Regions from separate parts of the Gossypium hirsutum genome. Here region 2 is linked to region 1. A link is a contact called in public Hi-C data. All regions are on one chromosome and are shown on one strand. Each heading gives the region's core, a stretch centred on a gene start, on an enhancer-like site or on the middle of the called end of the contact. The rest is flanking DNA. Distances are from core to core; before and after follow the strand shown. Region 1 holds the start of LOC107945899. Region 2 has its middle 7.7 kb from the start of LOC107948147.

The links. A called contact is a pair of places that touch in the nucleus more often than the background predicts.
Region 2: a Hi-C map of leaf shows a contact between it and region 1, with 3 times the contacts expected there. The contact joins the enhancer-like site here to the promoter of LOC107945899 in region 1. A contact is called at or near these places in 6 of 34 Hi-C or Micro-C datasets (callus, hypocotyl, leaf and 1 more).

The regions. Positions count from the first base shown.
Region 1 is chrD12:41,526,091-41,531,406 of Gossypium_hirsutum_v2.1, reverse strand. LOC107945899 reads right to left here and starts at 2,183. Exons shown (of 7, transcript XM_016880048.2): 1 at 1,832-2,183; 2 at 1,622-1,745; 3 at 1,127-1,301; 4 at 674-868; 5 at 501-548; 6 at 320-391. The coding sequence starts at 1,147. LOC107945900 (homeobox-leucine zipper protein ATHB-7) reads left to right here and starts at 5,163. Exons shown (of 2, transcript XM_016880050.2): 1 at 5,163-5,316. The coding sequence starts at 5,238.
Region 2 is chrD12:41,591,756-41,597,071 of Gossypium_hirsutum_v2.1, reverse strand. No RefSeq gene overlaps it. Among protein-coding and RNA genes, the nearest start is that of LOC107948147, 7.7 kb to the left of the region's middle. Within about 2 kb of position 3,356, at least 9 of the 9 cell types and tissues checked have an H3K27ac peak or open chromatin away from gene starts, as enhancers often do. A contact at or near this core is called in hypocotyl and leaf, where this site is marked.

The DNA.
Region 1 (5,316 bases), core at 934-3,433:
CTCAATTTCATTAGGAATTTTAAGCAACATAAGAAGGTATAGTTCGCAACACAACTTTTCAAATGAATGTTTGACTTTTTTCAACTTTGCATGCAAAGCAAAATGATTGGTAATTGACATACAAAATAGATATGCATTTAGCTTAACTGTCATTCAGTTTATAACACATAAATACCTGCAGGTGGACTAGTCTTATAGCACCCAAACTGTATTAATTACTAATGTCAAGAAACCTTGGTTTCTTTTCAGTTTGAAAATCTCAAAGTAGAATGTCTATCTCATTCTTTCAAGATTATAGCAACAACAAATAAAAACTAACCTGTTTGTGTTGATATATTGAGCAAGATTTTTGGAGAGTATAAAAAGTGAACCAGATGCATGCCGGAAATACCTGAAGGGAAGAACATAATAGTATGAAAACACAAAATAGAAAAAATATGGTAATGCAAACATCAAGCTAGATAACTTACGATTTCTCATCCCCAAATTTTATAACATACCTCCTTATTTACAAGACCAAGGAACTCTTCTCGCTCTCTGCTTACAGACTGCATATTAGGAACAAAATGAAGTCAAATCCACATTGCAAGTGATAATGCTAGGAAGATAACAATAAAAGAACAGAATCAACAGTTAACAGTCACAGAAAAAAATATTCAAATAGAGTCCTTACAGATGCTGAAGCTAAAACAACCAATGCACAACTCATTTCATAGAGCTGATCTCTTTTTTCTAACGCTCTTGCTATAGTCTGTTCTTGTGCTTCTCTAGCTGTTGGGACAGTCATCTTTTTCAATGCCACATCCTCTTTTCTAGCTTTAGATTCCTTCATCCTTGCCAGCTCTTCTTCTTCTTTCTCTTCCTCCTCCTACAAATGTACCAATTTAAAACAACCAATGAAATTCAAAGAACTGCATAAGACCAGGAATATTGCTTTTGGGTTTTTTGTTTAAGCTAAGCAGAAAACTTCAAGACTAAATGCCTCTATTTAAAGCTAAGATTATATTAAACTCCTTCAAAGCAAGCAGGGTCAACTGAGCCCCATATGAGGCAAAAATAATAAACAACTTACAATAGAGGAGACTATTCATATGAAAAATAATATAAAACATATTCCTTTTTCAACCTTGATCAGTTCTTCCTGCATCTCAAGGTACTCCAGGTTCCTTCTCCTTTCCGAAACAGAATCTTCAGATGGTAGAGCTATAACACCAATAGTATCCACAACTTCATCAGGTAGAGAAGAAAGCGTAGCCTGAACAGCATCTTCCGGCTTCAGCTTTCCTAATACAGTGAATGCCCTACAGGAGAAATCAGAAAAAATACAGATTAAGGTTGAATTAGGAAAAAAAATAAGAAATGAGTATCAATTGTTGAACTTCAATGCCAGCAAAACATTGCATAAAGACCACATAAAACACAACTCCTGTGATGCCTATGATTCCACCTAAAGAGGAAAAATTCTTCCACGGGAATTCAGAATCAAAACTGAAATTCGAAAGATCAGAAGGTATTTCTCTAAATCTAATGAAAAAGAACAATCCAAAATCAACATTGAGAAACCAGAAAGAAAATAGAGGAGGAAAAGTAATGGGAAATTGGAACGATTAGAAAGAGGTACCCTTAGACATTCTTGAGGGTTTGATAAAACCTGGAATCAAGGCTTTCTTTGTTACGCTGATCTTCTTTGCCATGGCTGCTGCTGTTGTTCTTTCAAACCCCTCTTCTTGCTTACTCCAAACGTTCTACACAGGTATATTGAGAGAATGGTGAGGGTAAAAAGAAAGTAAGAAGAGAAAGTTTAAATAAAACACAAAAATTTCATACTCACATGATAATCTTTGAGATTTATTGGAAAAAATCTCATATGGGAGTTGGGAGTTTGAAGAGAATGTAAAATGGGTAGAAAAGGAAAGAAAAATAATTTTGTATATTACTGGAAGCGTTGAATAGCTATTCATTGGTGAAGGGAGGGAATGCCTATTCAATATTTTTCCGTCATAGAGCTGGAATGGATTCAGGCTATAATATCATTACAGCCAACCAAACTAAAGTTTGGTGGTGGGCCCACCGAATTGGGGGAATGCATTCCTATTCCCCCAACCAAACATGCTGTAAATTTTGTGTCACCCTCAGAAGCGAATATGAGGGTGGTAGCCAAGGGCCGAGGCCCTCCCAAAATTATTATTTTTTTAATCCAGTCATTTTTTATAAATAGAAAACTTATAAATTAATATATAATAAAATTATATTTTGCCCCAAATGAAAATTTTTCAATTCAATCCTCTTATAATAAAGAAATTATAAATTAATATATAATAATATTGTACTTTAATCCTCTAAAAAAGAAAAAAATTATGTTTAGTCCCTTCAAAAATGATGAAATTATAAATTAATATATGATAAACTTATATTTTAATCAATAAAAAAATTATAATTAATTCCAGCCTCTAATAAAAATTCTAAATTCCCCCTAACCACTCTTAACTAGAGGTGTCCATGGGCCTGGCTAAGTTCGGGCCGAGCCCAACCAAAAATTTATGTCCATTTGCTAGGTCGGGTTTGGCCCAAAAAATGGGCCTAAATTTTTATCCAAGCCTGGTTAATATTAAATTTTTATATAATTTTTTAAAAAAATACTAAAAACAATAAAATAAATGTTTCCCAATACATTAAAATAAATTAAATATATATATACTTAAATAACACTAAGACAAGTGCAGCTTAACAAGCAAATGTCTCTAAAATAGTATCAAAATTAACAATAAAACAAGAGTTATACAATATTCAAACAATAACAACAAAATAGTAACAACATAATAGTGAAATTGTAGCAAAATAGTGAGAAAACAACAAGAAAATAAAAAAAAATAGTAGGTTTTTTTTTTCATATTCGGGCCAGGCCTAGGCCAAAAAAGCCTTATTTGATGCCCAGCCTATTTTCTAAATGAACCTTATTTTTTATCCAAATCTATTTTTTTAGACCTATATTTTTACATAAACCCTCCTACTTTTCAAGTAAATCTTTAGACCCAACTAAATAGCCTGACCCATATACAATTTTGCCCTAACCTAATCTCTCTATGAGGCTTTCTTTTAACACCTTCAAAGGCTTTTTATTTTCCCTTTTCAAGAACTCAGATCATACACTAAAATTACATAAACATAGAACATATATGATCTCTATCCTACTTTTATGGATAACTTTCAAATATCAATGTGTCATAGATTCTCAATTAATGATGTCAACTAAAAATTTATTCAAATCCAACATTGATTATACGTAGTTTTAATCAAATAAATAAATAAAACCCTATATTCTTCCACCTTGTTGTTGGTACATCCATTTCTTATTGAATCTTGACATTACAAATCATAAGATTAAGACCCAAATAATGTCTTAAAAATTGAAAAATAAAAAAAATTGTTTTTGCACACCACGTGGCCTGCAGACAGTGACGTAGGAAAAAGCCAAGTGAGACAGACACCTGTACATTGTCCCCACAAGCAGACTTTCAATAAGATACGATATTGGACCAAAAGTTGGACACGTGTCCCATTTATTATAAGCCAATCTTTTTGAACCACAAGATTTTAGACACGTCACCTCAACCTTAAACACCACGTAAGGTGATACCAAGTTTTTTGACTGATGAACTTCCGCGTGTTAAGTCACTATTGGTCTATGGCTCATGTGTGGAAGATATTTGTCCCAAGGCAACTGGTTTTATTGCTAAAGAATATTACGAAGTTTAAGAAAATAGTGATTAATTTATACTAATTTAGTCTAAATTATGTAAACTTTAATATAAAAATAAGAAATATATTTATCAAAAATTTATATAAAAAATAAAAATTAGATAAAAATGATTTATTTAACTTTATTTTTTTATTAAATTCTATTATACTATACATTTTTATGAATTTATTTTTTTATTATAAATTTGTTCTACGTATAAGTTTAAAATTCTATTTGAAACTTAAAAAGATTTGAATAAAAATATTAGATTTAAAAAGTGGAATTGAACAAAATAAATAAATAAATCTATTTAAAATATGAGTCAAACTTAGGGTGGGTTTGGATAGGCGATTGGGTGCGGTGCGTTTTGCTTACTTTTTATCTCATGCTACAGTATCGCTACAGTATATAATTTCACTACCACCGCTATTTTTACACTAACCGTAGGTAAACGTACCGCCCATCTAAACTCACCCTTAATCTACAATATTCAAAACAGTAACTTAATTCAATTTAGCCCAATTTCCAATTATTCAATTTATTTTTTATATATTATATCATTTATGTCATATAAAAATTAAATATAAATAATATAAACTACAATATTGTAAACATTAAAAAAATATTAAATCATTTATGTTCAACATTTTACTAAAAGTAAAAACGTAGTCCCTTAATCTCAATAAACTTGTCCCATCTTAATATTTAGTGGTCAATTTTTTTTTACTTTGACTTGTTATTATTTTAAATTTATTATTGATAAATTTTAAAATATATATTTCAAAAACTTTGAACTTAGTAATTTTAATATATTTATTATATAATTTAGTTAATTAATAAAAATTAAAATTAAAAAATTAACTCCAAAAAGGACACAAGTAATAAATTATTAAATACTAAATTAAAAATGATAAAAATAATAATATAGGCGACCTTAAAATAAGTTTAGATTAGATATTTGTAGATATAAATGAATTTAAATAAAATTCAAACCTCATATTTCATACAAAGAAGGGTTTAGGCAAACGTGATGTGTGACATAAATAGTAATTAAAAAATTGTCATTTGTCTTTAAATAGTAATTACAAATTAAAAATTAAAAAATGAGACTCATGGTAGTTTCTTAACTCATTTGTGGAGTTAAAAAAACATGATAGGTTTATAAAAAAATGTAAAATTATTTAAGAGAATAAATAAAGAAATTATAAAATATTTTTTGAGCCTTACTTTCCACCTTAAATGTTCACACACCTCGAGACTTCCACTTACCCACAGATTAAGCAAAGAAAAAAACAAAAGGAAAATTGGTAATAATTTGTAAGAGAAGGCAAAAAAGGAAAAGCACTATACCTCATCACTTAAAAATCCATATATGCATAAACATACATACATACATACATACACATATATAAACAAGGGTAGCTAGCAAGAACAAGAAATCCAATCTCAAACCCCAAGACCAAGATATAGATATGCTTTGGTTTATGGGGTTCTAAAAATGCGATCATATCATATTCAACCACAGAAAGAAGATCAAATCCTTGTAGGAGAATATACACAAAGGATCATAGAAGATC
Region 2 (5,316 bases), core at 2,107-4,606, 64 kb before region 1:
TTTAACTGTAAAATTAGAGAGTTAATTAATACTTACACTATGTTAAAATTGATATGGGCATTGTTGTTAAAGCGGGAGGACGTGGGTTTGAGTGTGCTAAAGATCATTATCCTCCTATTTTTATGTAGGGGAAGAGTTATAAGTAGTTCTAAGTATTGTGTCAAAAAAAAAGATAAAAAAATTATCACTGATCACACTACGTTTAAAGGAAGCTGTCCAAATAGCACTTACTCTTTTGAAGGCTCGAACCCAGATAAGTCCTATAAGTAAATGACCCTTGGTCACCAAGCCAATTATCTGAGTGCACAATTATATTATTTTTAATATATTTTTAATGAAAAATTATCTCGTACACTGCTGTAGAGTTTTTTAAAACTTCATAAGCGAATTTAGGGTGTGACAAGTGTTTTATAGATATAATAAAAAAATAAATATTTAAATGTCACTTATTGCACGCTCAACCCGTTTATAGAGTCTAAAAATACCATTGGCGGTGTATCAAATAATTACCCCTTTTTTAGCAAGGATAAATCTCAAAATTATACATGAACTTTGATTCAATGTGTAATTTGATACATGAACTTAGATTTGGTATAATTATACACATTAAATTTTAGTTATGGTTCAAATGTATACATGAAACTTCACTTTTAATTCAATCATATACATTTAAATAAATAAATACATCGTTTTATTTTTATATTTGACAAATATAATTATATGTGTATGCAATATGTAAATATAAAATGATGTTCTATTGATAATTGTGTTAATAATTCGTGAGAATCGGTTACACAAAATCAAAATTAACATACGAGTCACATTTATCATTTCATAATCAAGGTGTGAAATCAAAGAAGAGAAAATGAAACGTTGAAGCAAAGGTTTATACTCAACCAAGAAAGTTGATTTATTGTTTGACCCATTGGCATGTTTCATACAAAATTCTTGGTTCTAATCACAGAAAACAAATGCCCAATTGATGTTGAAACTTGCAATTAAAAAACTATGTTAGTTTATGCATGGAACCAATCTTAATGTCCCAATTGGATACCTCTATAGCATCATGAATGGGTTATTAATCTTAAATTTAATCCCATAGACTTTGAATGAGTTCATAAATCACATCATCTTCATAATAAACTTTGTAAGTTGTTAGAAAATAATTTTTAATTTAATGAGGACTTAGTTTGATATATAACATTTGGTCAGCTATATAGCTAGAATAATGCCTCTCTCTCCTTCTTCTTCTTCTTTTTTTTTTAATTTAATCCTCCACAAGCTTCTATTAATTAAAACAATTTGAAATAATAATAGCTCTTTGTTAACTCCATAAAATTTAATTTAATGAGGACTTAGTTTGAATTGGCAATAAATTTTTTTTTTAAAATTTAAAGTAAGGGTTAACTCCATAAAATGCCTTCAAACTTTTGTTAGATTTTAAATTAACCTCTAAATTTCAAAACATTCTAATTGAGTTTTTAAAATATTACGATTTTATCCATCAAGTCTTTTTTTTCAACTTGAATGTCACTCTAGGCATTATATTTCAGTTCGAATATAATATTGAGCATACGCAAAATAGATCTAACTTGTTAAATAGATAGTGTCAATAAAATTAAAGAAGACTATTTTTTTAACACGTCAAATTTATGCTGCCCACACAATAAATATAAATGTGTTTACAATTAATGTCTAAGCTAATGGTTATGTTGATAGAAAGAGTTGATCGATACAATACTAATATTTTAGGACTTAATTGAAATATTTTAAAATTTAATAATCAATATAAAATATAAACCACACTTTGGAAGTCAAATTCCACCACCTCGAAGGCCCAAATGTCCTTTGTAAATTCCCTATAATGTCTGGTTTTGAGGGCATGCAGATGTGTGTGCCCTACAGAAAACATAGAAAAAGTAAAATTTTAATATCTATTATAGTTTTAATTTTAATATTTTTCAAGTTGGTAAATTTTAATTTCTATATTTGTTAAATTTTAATATTTTAGTCTTGACTCAAACGATATTAATTAAATTATGTTATTAGTCTTATATTACATATGTAAATTTAGTTAATATTTTTTAATTTATCCTAGTTCCTTTACACCTTTAATTTTGAAATTTACAATTCATGTGCTAGATTAAACGTTGTACTCTTTAAAATTTTGAAATTTAGTTCATGTATTTTTATTTTTAAAACTTTAATTCATTTCTTTTTGATATTTTAAAATTTAGGTCCAATTGTTAATATCGTTAATTTTTTATTAAATTTATTGGTGTAACATTTTAAATTCTTTTTTTTTTTAAAACCTCACATATGACATTGCGATGAACCTAATTGTTTTAGAAAAAAAAAGAATTATTAGACTTAAATTTTAAAATAAAAAATTAAATTTCTGAATATAAAAATATAAGAACTCATTACCAAAATTTTAAAAATACAAACATATTATATATTTTAATCCAAACACTAAAACAAAATTAAAGTATAAAAATATATATATAAACCCTAAAAAGAACCCTTGGGATGAATGAAAGGAGTTACATAAAACTAAACCCCAAAAACAGGGAGAGGGGTATTAATTGAACCCACCGTCCATTTACTGACTTTCATTCTTCACTCTCTCTCGACACCTCTTTCAATTCCCATCACCTACCTTTATTCATTCACTAACACCCACAACTATTTTTTTGTTTGTTATAATTTTTGCTCTTTCATATTAAATTTAGAATTATTTATAACTTTTTCTAAAGTATAATACACTTTAGAACACTCAAACTTATATTTTCTTACATTAACAACAATATTAATGTCGAACGGGCTATAGCTCAATCAACACTATAATACTCAATTTTGGGCCCGAGCCCGCATAAGCAGAAAACAGAACAAATTCAAATAATATCCATATTACAAACCAAAAATAAGCCCAAATAAAATAGTAAATAGTCCATTTTTACATGGATGTAGCCCGATTACCCTACAATCCAAATCAGCCCGAAACTGAAAAATTTGGAAACCTAGAGTCTTCAACAGCAGCCTTCTTCCTAGCCTTGGCACCGCAGCAACCGCTTCCGCCCCACGTCACCCTTGTTGGTTTTTTTATTTGGTTCTGTTTTTTTTCCTTTTACCGTTTCTTTGTTTTCTTTTACTTGTTTCTTAAAATAAATAAACGAAGTGGAAGAGGAGAGGTTCTTACTAGTAGTGGCGCGTCGTCGATGCCCTTGTTGCGTTTCGTCTGAATCGGAGTTGAAAAGGGAGGAGGTTTCGGTGAGGAGCAGAGAGGGGGAGAAAGCAGTCCTTGCGGTTGCCGTTGCTGAAAAGGGGAATAGGGTTTTGATTAGGGTTTGAATGAGATTTATTTGGTTTGAAAAACGGCACCGTATTAGTGTAACCCAATATCCCATGTGACCCGACCCAGAACCCGACCAGACCTGCGTTTTTTACTGCTCTGGTTTATTTACGCGATTAGTCCCCTTGTTTTATAATGTGTCTAAATTAATTTTTTTATTTCTTTTAAATTTTGCTGCATATTCTATTACTGTTTCAATTTAATCCAGGTTGTTGCGCAGCGTTTTGGAGGAAGGGATTAATTTCCCTTTTGGTCCTCCACTGTTAAACGCGTGTTCTATTTGGCCCATTTGCATTTTATTTATTTTAAATCTGCCTCTGAGTTTTTGTTTACTTTCAATTTAATCCCTAATCTGTTGTTTTAGTTTTTTTTTCAGTTTTTTTATATTATTAATTTTGTTATATTAATTATTATTATATTATTTTATTATTATGCCTATAGGTATGTACACGCATATATATCTTATAATATATATATGTATATATTTTAAATGTTTTTTTAAATAAATACATATACATATTTTATATATTTTACTATTATTTTATTTTCTTAGTCTTTATATATATATACACGTATATACATTTATATTTTATAATATTTATACATTTTCCATACCATATAATCCATATATATTTTTTATAATATATATTTATACACTATTCAAAATTATTTTAAATATATTTTTCGCATTTTTTTATATATACATATATATTCATATTTTCATAAGTTACTACTATATTATACTTATACAATTTTTTATTTTTTTTGTAAATACATGTATATGTTTTATATATATTATTTTATTTTATTTTTATAATTTTTGTATACATGTGTATATATATGCATTGACATTTTATAGTACATATACATGTATAATTTAAATTAAAGTTTGGTTTCATGTTGTACATTAAACATTTTATCATACTTTTAAAGGAAACAATGTTGGTTTTTATTAAAGCATTAAAATCATCTTATTTTGTAAATTTTCAAGATATTTGGCATTCATGATTCTCGAGAAAGATCATGTCCTAACTTACTGGATTTCGATTGTTTTTTCGATGAATTTAGAGAGCCAAGTATTTATTTTGCAATAAAATCACACGGATTCAAATAAAAGCTTATTCTCGGGAATTCAAAAATGTTGGGTCCTAACTCACTGGACATGACATTTTGTCATCTCGAAATAAGAATTTTTAAAAAAGGTAAATAAATAAAGGCAATGTTTGGTATTTGGAATTTTGAGAAATTGTACGCTAACTTACTGGGTTTCGATTCTCTTCATTTTACCTAAATAACCGAATATCCTTCTTAGGTTTAAATGCACGAGTTTTAAAAATCAAAAGACAAACTTAATTTTGAAGATTAAAAATGTTGCGCCCTAACTTACTGGGTGTGACGTTTAAATTCTTTGAAATAAGAACGTCTCATTTTTTAAATTCATTCAGGATAAAAAAGTTTTCTTTTAAAATCTTTTCAAATTTTCGACACCAAGACATTAAACGATCAATTTGGTATCGGTTTTGGGCGTTACGAGGGTGCTAACCCCTTCCTCGTGCGTAACTGGCTCCCGAACCCATTTTTTCAAGTTTCGTAGACCAAACCCGTTTTTAAGGTGAGCCGATCACACCTCCATCAAGGATCGGTGGCGACTCTAATTTTTATTTTTTAAAGTCAACTAAATCTTTGTTTTCAAAAAATTGGTTTCGACAACTTGGCGACTCCGCTGGGGACTGGTTAGAGAGTCGAGCCGTAAATTGATTAATTTTTGTCTTTCGGTCGAGCAATCAAAATTTGTTTTAAAATCGCGATTCCCCCTTATGCATTATTTTCATGATTTTGATCATAATATGTTTGTTTGGTTGGTCCAAATATGTTAATGTGTATTTGTATTTTGCATTGCATAGGTTGGTCAATTTTACCCCTCTAAGTGGAAGTGATAAACTAGTCTTTCGTGAGGTTTTCAC